Linked DNA regions of Cyprinus carpio: region 2 is linked to region 1. Evidence: chromatin contacts called from public Hi-C data. All regions are on one chromosome and are shown on one strand. Each heading gives the region's core, a stretch centred on a gene start, on an enhancer-like site or on the middle of the called end of the contact. The rest is flanking DNA. Distances are from core to core; before and after follow the strand shown.

Region 1 (3,916 bases), core at 241-2,740:
ATCACCAACACACTGACAGTCCTGCAATGCACATAATTTGTTCTGAGTGGAGCTAATAAAAGAACAGAAAATTGCAGAATATTGCAGAGAGATGCAAGTCATACTGATGCAAAGTGTGCTGCAGTGACTGTGAAAGTCAAAAACACAGCTGTTGAGGACATCAGTCATCAGTGTGATAATCTACACAACACTAACAAACCCCTATGACACCTGACAACTATCCAAACCTGAGACTTTCAAAACGGGGTCCGGGGAACACCAGGGGGCTAAAAAAGAGTGCTAAGAGGTTTGTAAAAATAAATAAATAAAAAGACTAAAATAAATAATAAAAATTGATAAAAATAAAAAATTCTTAAAATGAGATGTGCACACAGTACAGCTGATGGGCACCATTAACTTCCATAGCAGGAAAAAAAATTACATACTAACATTTTTCAAAATATCTTCTTTTGTGTTCAACAGAGGAAAGAGACTCATACAGGTTTGGAATAAGTGGAGGGTGAGGAAATGATGACAGAATTTTCATTCTGGAAGTGAACTAATCCTTTAAATTTTCCATAATATAACCGTCTTTATACATAAAAACATATTAGCTGCCTTTCAAATTTAACAAAACACAGCACCAACCAGTGACAAGAAACTAAATTAACCAGACAACAAAACAATAACAATCAGTTTAGTAATATATACAGCACCAATGACAATAAAAAAAAAAAGAAAAGGGAAAAAAATTAATCATCATCACCACAAACAACGATCAGTTACAGCAAAAAACACAACATCAAACATTTAAGTGGCAACAAAACAGCAACGGGCCAGTCTGACAACTCAAGACCCCAAACCAGATCAAAACACTGAGAAAAAAAACAGCAGATCAAAAGGAAAGACTTCATGTTCTCTGAAGGATATACAGTGCTGTACATATCTACAGTTTTATGGTCAAAACATAAAGACCCTGTATGAAAGAATCTTTGAGTTTTGAACACTTTCTACACTGTCTGTTTCCTTAATTAAAATCACTTATCTCTCTAATAACTGAGACATATCAACATCTTTAAAACCCTGGCGCTGATATTATCACGAATTGACACATTTTCTATTCCGTAGTCTCTGTAAATCTCTAAAACCCAACCTCAAAACACGTAAACCTGCTGTGGCCTGCTGCTCTGACCGATCCCCGGCTCTCGAGTTCTCCCCGCGACCGCCTGAGGCGCGCTCATCTCGGCTGATACTCACGGGAAAGGCGCGGATCCGCATTTTGGTGTCCTTCTTGGTGCCGGGTTTGAGGTTGGACATGTTTGGGTTTGGGAGCGATGCCATCAACAGATGTTAGGGTGGGTGTGTTGAGGGGAAACACGGACAAATCTCGCCCTCTTTCCCCCCCAGGTTTGAGTCCCTGTAGCTTACTCTCTCCCTCTGTCTCTACAGCGATGGCGGACGGCTGGATGACATCTCGCGAGAGTGATGATTGTTCTAACAGGAATGCGTCCAATATCGCGAGAAAGGGGGCCAGCTGGGGCTGACATGTGGTAAACAGCAGTCTGGCGCTGAAGAACTAACAACTTTCTTGGATTCACCGGTATCGTAGTTTAAAACAATATCATGAAGTGTGATAATGAGTCATTATCACACTTCGATGTCATTAGATGTCATTATTAATGACATCTAACTTCATTGGTGTGTTATGGGAGTATTTCTTAGATTTAGTTTCCTAATATTACTATATCTAGGATTATCTGTATTTAACCTTTATATTTAGTCACTTAGCAGACGCTTTTATCGATAGCGTCTTACAAATGAGGAACCTGAGATAATATGTATGTATTATGTATATATATATATATATATATATATATATATATATATATATATATATATATATATATATATATATATATATAGTAGCACGTTGTTATATAGATTTACAGGAGACATACAGTGGCCCAAAAAGTTTTTGGACACTTTCTTAAGCATAACTTAAAATATATGAATGTATTTGCATTATACTAGCAGAATATTAAACCGAGTTGACTTTAATTTAATGAAATGTAGCACAAACTCATTTTACAAATAGAATTTGATAACACAGTTATGCCAAATTTACACTGCAAAGGTGGAACAGAAGCGGTTCTGAAGTGGCATTTAGGTTGTCTTTACACAGACTGTTTAATACTGCTCAGAAGTGGCTTAAATGCATTTACGCTGTACTGTATACTTTGATGCTGAGGTGGTTTTGAGCAGGCATAATTTAGCCTTGCTTTGATGCAGCATTGTGTCTTTGCACTGAATTTTGAGCAGACACAGAGCAGCCTTAACATGGCTGTGTAAAGATGCCTTAAGTTTGATATTTTGTTATATAATGCAATAAAAATTATACATTTTAACTGTTGGTTATCTGGGAGGCAATGCACTTGATACCACAGTAACTGTAGGCTGGTTTGGCACATTCAGTCATGTTTTACATCTTTATCGTCATGTAACACACAACAGGCAATAGGAGCATTGTACAAAGTTACATTATTCTTGAGAAATGTTTTATATAAAATGGACAATAAAGAACAAACCACTGAAGTGTAGTACAAAGTAAAACAAACAATCTTCACCCTGCAGGTCCTTCCCGACTGGACATGGACACAGACGTAGGAAGTTGGATTGTGAGTAGTGAATTGAAACAATGCTGGACAGAATCCATAGGTATGTTCTGGGTGCTTATGCAGTTCAGTCCGTGTGTGGGAAAAATTATACACTACTTCTCAAACCCTGTTAACTGACTGTGATTGTAGTGATCCCCCTGCTGTTTTTGCCTTGTTTTCCCTTAAAGCTACTAATGCTGTGTTTAGTTGAGGTGTTAATGAGGCCAGCAGGGGGTGTTCATTCTGTAATTTGCATGGATTCTCATGCCCCAGGATAGAAATTATAAGACTTCATTGTGAGGTGGCGACGTCCTTTATATGAGACATTAAAGCGAGGTTGCTGCGGTCAGTAAAAATCCCAAGGTGTCTCTTGAAAAGAGTGGCCAAATTTGCCTGCTGGCATGCGCAGCTTCCTCAACATTGGCTCCTGTCCACTGATAGCTGGTGTGTGGTGGGCTTTCTGGTGCATTATGGCTGCATCTGGTGCATTGAAAGGATCTGATCTCACACTGCTCTGTTTAGGAAATAAAGGTGACGTTAACCTCAGTGAGCGTTTGTGCGCTAAATCTAAAGGCTTGATTTTATTGAATATTTGCATCCTTTGCCTGTTGTCTTCACAGTTGTTTTGCTTATTTAATGATCCTTGTAAGAGAGAGCTCTGCTTATGAAAATATTTTGAAACATTTGATATTTGTTGATTAATGCATCTCTTTAGAATAGTTAATAAGCCGCATTTCTGTGCTATTATTGTCATTCTGTAAATATGCGTATGCAAAAATTCAATTCAATTCTTCTATAGTGCTTTTTATGATACAAATCATTGCAAAGCAACTTTACAGAAAATTAAGTTTCTACAATATTTGGGAGTAGCTCATCAGTGGTGACTGTCAGTTTATGTGCATACGGCAGAAATGTTCAGAAAAATCAATAAAAGACGTAAACAAACAGACGATTAACACTATTAACAGCAATTATGCAATCAAACTTAAAAACAAAACATTTGAACAGTCGTTGATATAAGCATAAGGAAATTAGCTAAGCTAAGTATGTTAAAGTTAAAACATGTTTCTGAAATGAAACATTAAAGAGATAATTCAATGGTTACCACCATTCTTCAAAATATCTTCTTTTTCTTCCACACATACACTTTTAGTTGATCCATGACTTTTTAAAGTAAATGTAATGATAGGAAAATAAATAAAGGGATTATTAACTTGATAAAACAAATACATTAATCTTTAACTGAATTTAGTCATAACCTTTACTTACTTTTACTTTTTCCT
Region 2 (4,014 bases), core at 794-3,293, 48 kb after region 1:
TGTTGTATATATTTAAGCAAGGGCAGAATAATTGGACATTAAATGAGAGTATATCATTGTAACAAAATTCTGTATTGCTCAGTCCAGTTAGCAGCTTATAAAAACAGTGCAAGCTACAAAAATAATTTTATAATTAAAATAATTTAAACAATGTAAAGTAAATGGATAGATAATGATTTTTTAAAATTTTACCAGGAGGATTTTGCATATTATAATATTCATTATCTTGATTCTTTAAAAATGCATTTGCATTATACAAAAGAAAGCATTATTCGTATTAATATTCAAAGTATCCAAATACTTTTGGGGTCCACTGTATATTTTCTTTTTTCATCATGGGCACTTTTTATTGTTTCACATTTCCTATTGTTTGAGGGTTTGCAGCTATAAAAGGAAGATTTATTTTAGTCAAAAATCTATAATTCTGGGTTTAATGTAATTCAAAATATTTTATACACAGTTATATACAGAATGCAACTTGCAGTGTATGTAAACCTGGTCAGCTACTCTGAAGTACAAAATGACAAATAAAGGATAAAACAGTAATAGTTCAATGTTTGTAAGGTTTGGTTAAGAACTCCTTGCTCCAGATCGCACTACTCTAGAGCTAACATTTTCTCCCACTGAATGACTCTTCAGTTAAATGAATCATGTTCTTACATGTGTGTGGTTATGGATAGGGGTGAGTGGGGTTAGATGGGGTGAGTGTAACTCGACTCCGTTAGCCCTGACATGCACAGCTCGTCCCATATCTCCCTTCTCCCATAAACACATCTTTCTTTTATCCTTCAACTTGATTCTCTCCTCATTCTTTCCCCTTTTTCCTCCTTTCTTCTCTTCCTCTCAGCAGGTCAGTGAGCGTACAGTACTAGTATCTCTGACACATGCTCAGTAGGGCCGTGTCACACCTTTAACAGAACATTCTCACCCACACGCCCTTCAACATGCACAGACCCCCATAAAACACACACACAGATCCTTTAAACATTTTCATTGCTTACATTCACAGTTGTATCTGACTTCCTTCAAATGTTTGATTGTGCTGACAAATATTAAGTGTCAGTGCAGGTCTCTTATATATATATATGCACATATATAACAGGCTGGTGTTGTTTATTAGTGGATCATTGTCTAAATCTGCAGGAAACAGACTAATTATTCAATAAAGCACTATTAAATTATTTATTAAATAAAATATAATAGCATTTTTATAACATTTTAAAAGGTAGGTGATGTTTGATTAGTGGACCATTGTCTAAAGATGTGGAAAACAAATTGTAATAATTAAAAGAATTATTAAATTATTTATTAAATAATGCAATAATAAAAAAAGCAATTTTTTTAGCATTTTAAACCTTGTTTGTGGATTGTTTTCTAAATATGTGAAAAACATTGTAAAGATTAAATAAAAGCATTATTAAATTATTTACTAAATAATATAATAAAATTATGTATAATTATTATAATGAATTTTTATAATAACAGTAGTTGCACATAAAGATATAAAATATATTGCATAATTTTCTTAAATTAATTTTAATTACCTCATTTTATGAAGTGACATTACACAGCATTTTACTTTGATGTTTTACGTTTAAAAATATTTAAATGCCAAAATCATAATTAAAAACTTCTCATTGTTTTCCATATTTTTGGATGTTTTCTGTCAAATGAGACTTACACTGGAAAAAAAAAAAGATTATAATAGCAACAGTTGCTGAAGTAGGATTGGTCAGTAAAATTTGGCAGGGTTTAGCAAGGGTCGGATAAATTAGGAAACTATCATTTTTGAGTCTTTGTCACTCTTGTTACATTTGCATGAATCAAATTTGCAGAAATGCAAAAGGAAATAAAGACAGAGAGTTTGAGAGAGTCTTCATCTTCTCATAGCCCAGTGTTGTTTCACAGAGGCCAGCTTCACTAATGTCTTAAACAGATGGTAGAAACTTCAGCTCACAGAATACCAGCCAGACACTCTTTGATTGGCCGGCTCACGGCCGAGTATGTGTGCCTTTTATTTATTTTCTACATGCCGCATAGATAGGAGCTCAAACTCACATCACACTTCTAGAAGGTTCTGCTGTCTGCTTTAGCCTCTTGTCTCTGTGGTATATCGCTGACCAGTTATACAAAGTGAATTCAGTTGGAATTAGTTCGTATTAGACATAAAAGGCTAAAAATAATGTAATAACTTAATGCTCTAACATGTTATTTTGAGTGTATGTGTTACCAAACTGCTAATGTGCTTTGTAAATGTGATTGTTAAACAGGTGTTTAGTCAAATCAAGACTTGTAATAGATAAGTCCCTAGTTTATTTGTGTTGGGAAGACCTCATTAATAGTATTTGCAGCTGGTGGAGATCTTCCCTTTTTGCATCATCAGTGACCAGGATGAACTGATGACGCCTGTCAGCGTATGATAGTGGAGGAAGACAAACCCAGAGAGGGTTTAACATTTAGGGTTGTGTTTGTGTGTGTGATAGTGCTGAGGGACATCTGACTCCCTGCTATTTTCCCCCTAGAACTGACTGACCTGACCTCTCGCTCACAGTGTTTGTCTGACAGGTCCTAGCTGAATTGTAATGTACATAGGCACTACAATTCTAAGTTTAGGTCCTCTGTGTGTGTGTTGTTTGTTTTTTGTTTTGTGACAGTAAAGACATTTATAATGTTACAAAAGATTTCTTGCTTTCTATTCATCAAAGAATACTAAAAAATGTAATGCAGCACAGCAAATCAGCATATTGATTATGCATAATGATTTCTGAAGGATCATGTGACACTGAAGACTGGTGATGCAGAATATTCAGCTTTGCATCACAGGAATAAATTACATTTTAAAATATATTACAATAGAAAAGAGTTATGTTAAATTGTAATAATATTTCACAATTTTACTGTATTTTTTATCAAGTAAATGGATCCTTGGTGAGCAAAGAGATTTTCAAAAACATGATCAAATCTTACTGACCCCAAGCTTTTGAAAGTTTTTATTTTATTCTCTATTGTATCTGCTCCATGTATCTGCTTCTGCTATCATAACTGTAAATAACTTAATTTTATTAATTAGTACAAAAAACACTATTTTACAGTCATTTTACAAGAATTAATAAAAAATGCTGTATTCAGAACTTTAGTGTAAAAATAAAAATGATAAAATAGTTATTTTAAATATATGATTAGAGTTATAAATGTTGCTTTGTTGTGAATAGTTTTGTGTTTGTTTGTTAGTTCATGCAAACCAAGTTCCAGTTAACTGCATTCCCTTCTAGCAATTGTAAGTGCTTTGCATAAAAGCATGTTTTGGCATTGTGAGTTCAGGAGAGAAGTCGATTCACTTTCCAGAAACAATTTAGCTCTGTGTAGTCATCCAAATCCATCCACTGATCACAACTGCATAACACTCTCCTAAAGTGCTGCTTGCTGAGATAATTGAACATTCAACCACAGAAATTGGCAAAAAGGCTTTATTTTGGTCACAGCAGACATGACGACAGGTGTCAGATGAGAGCAGTTTAATGAGCGGCTGTGTTGGAAAGGCCGGTGTCCTGACATACTCACCTACGCAGCCCAGATAAAGACACTCATCATCTGAGTTTATGTGGACGGGGGGGCACACGGGTTACTGTAGATCCATAAACTCTTCAGATGAATTTCTCTCGCACTGATGTGACTCATTAATCGATACTCAGCTAATCGATTGAGTGACAGCCTGTCAGGGCTGATTCCACATGGGCTGAAAGCAGCTTCAGGGTTGTGGTCAGATGCATTAGAGCAGAGGGCTTTCCCGTGCACTCAATACTGTCAGCAGGAATGGGAACAGGGTGTTCCCTCAGTCTACTGTTAAACAGAGAGAATGAACCAGAACAGGAGATGCCAGTTGCATGCCATTTACAATTCAGTGTTAATTCAATTAAGTTTTACATGCAAACATTTTCTGATTGGTATACACCCATGCTAGGTGTAATAATTTTGATTTGTGTTACTGTACATTTGTACAGTGTGTTTTGCTGG

Evidence for each region. Hi-C and Micro-C count contacts between places; a contact is called where the count stands out from the background.
Region 2: a contact with region 1 is called in a Hi-C map of skeletal muscle, with 5 times the contacts expected there. The contact joins the enhancer-like site here to the promoter of LOC109102102 in region 1. A contact is called at or near these places in 4 of 8 Hi-C or Micro-C datasets (liver and skeletal muscle).

The regions. Positions count from the first base shown.
Region 1 is chrA2:23,327,453-23,331,368 of ASM1834038v1, forward strand. LOC109102102 (cullin-3-B-like) reads right to left here and starts at 1,491. Exons shown (of 16, transcript XM_042711152.1): 1 at 1,237-1,491. The coding sequence starts at 1,320. It overlaps LOC109057239 (muscleblind-like protein 1), which reads left to right and starts at 1,524. Exons shown (of 15, transcript XM_042711183.1): 1 at 1,524-1,579; 2 at 2,611-2,694.
Region 2 is chrA2:23,375,313-23,379,326 of ASM1834038v1, forward strand. All of the region lies in intron 4 of LOC109057239 (muscleblind-like protein 1), which reads left to right. Among protein-coding and RNA genes, the nearest start is that of LOC109102056, 21 kb to the right of the region's middle. Within about 2 kb of position 2,044, at least 2 of the 8 cell types and tissues checked have an H3K27ac peak or open chromatin away from gene starts, as enhancers often do. A contact at or near this core is called in skeletal muscle, where this site is marked.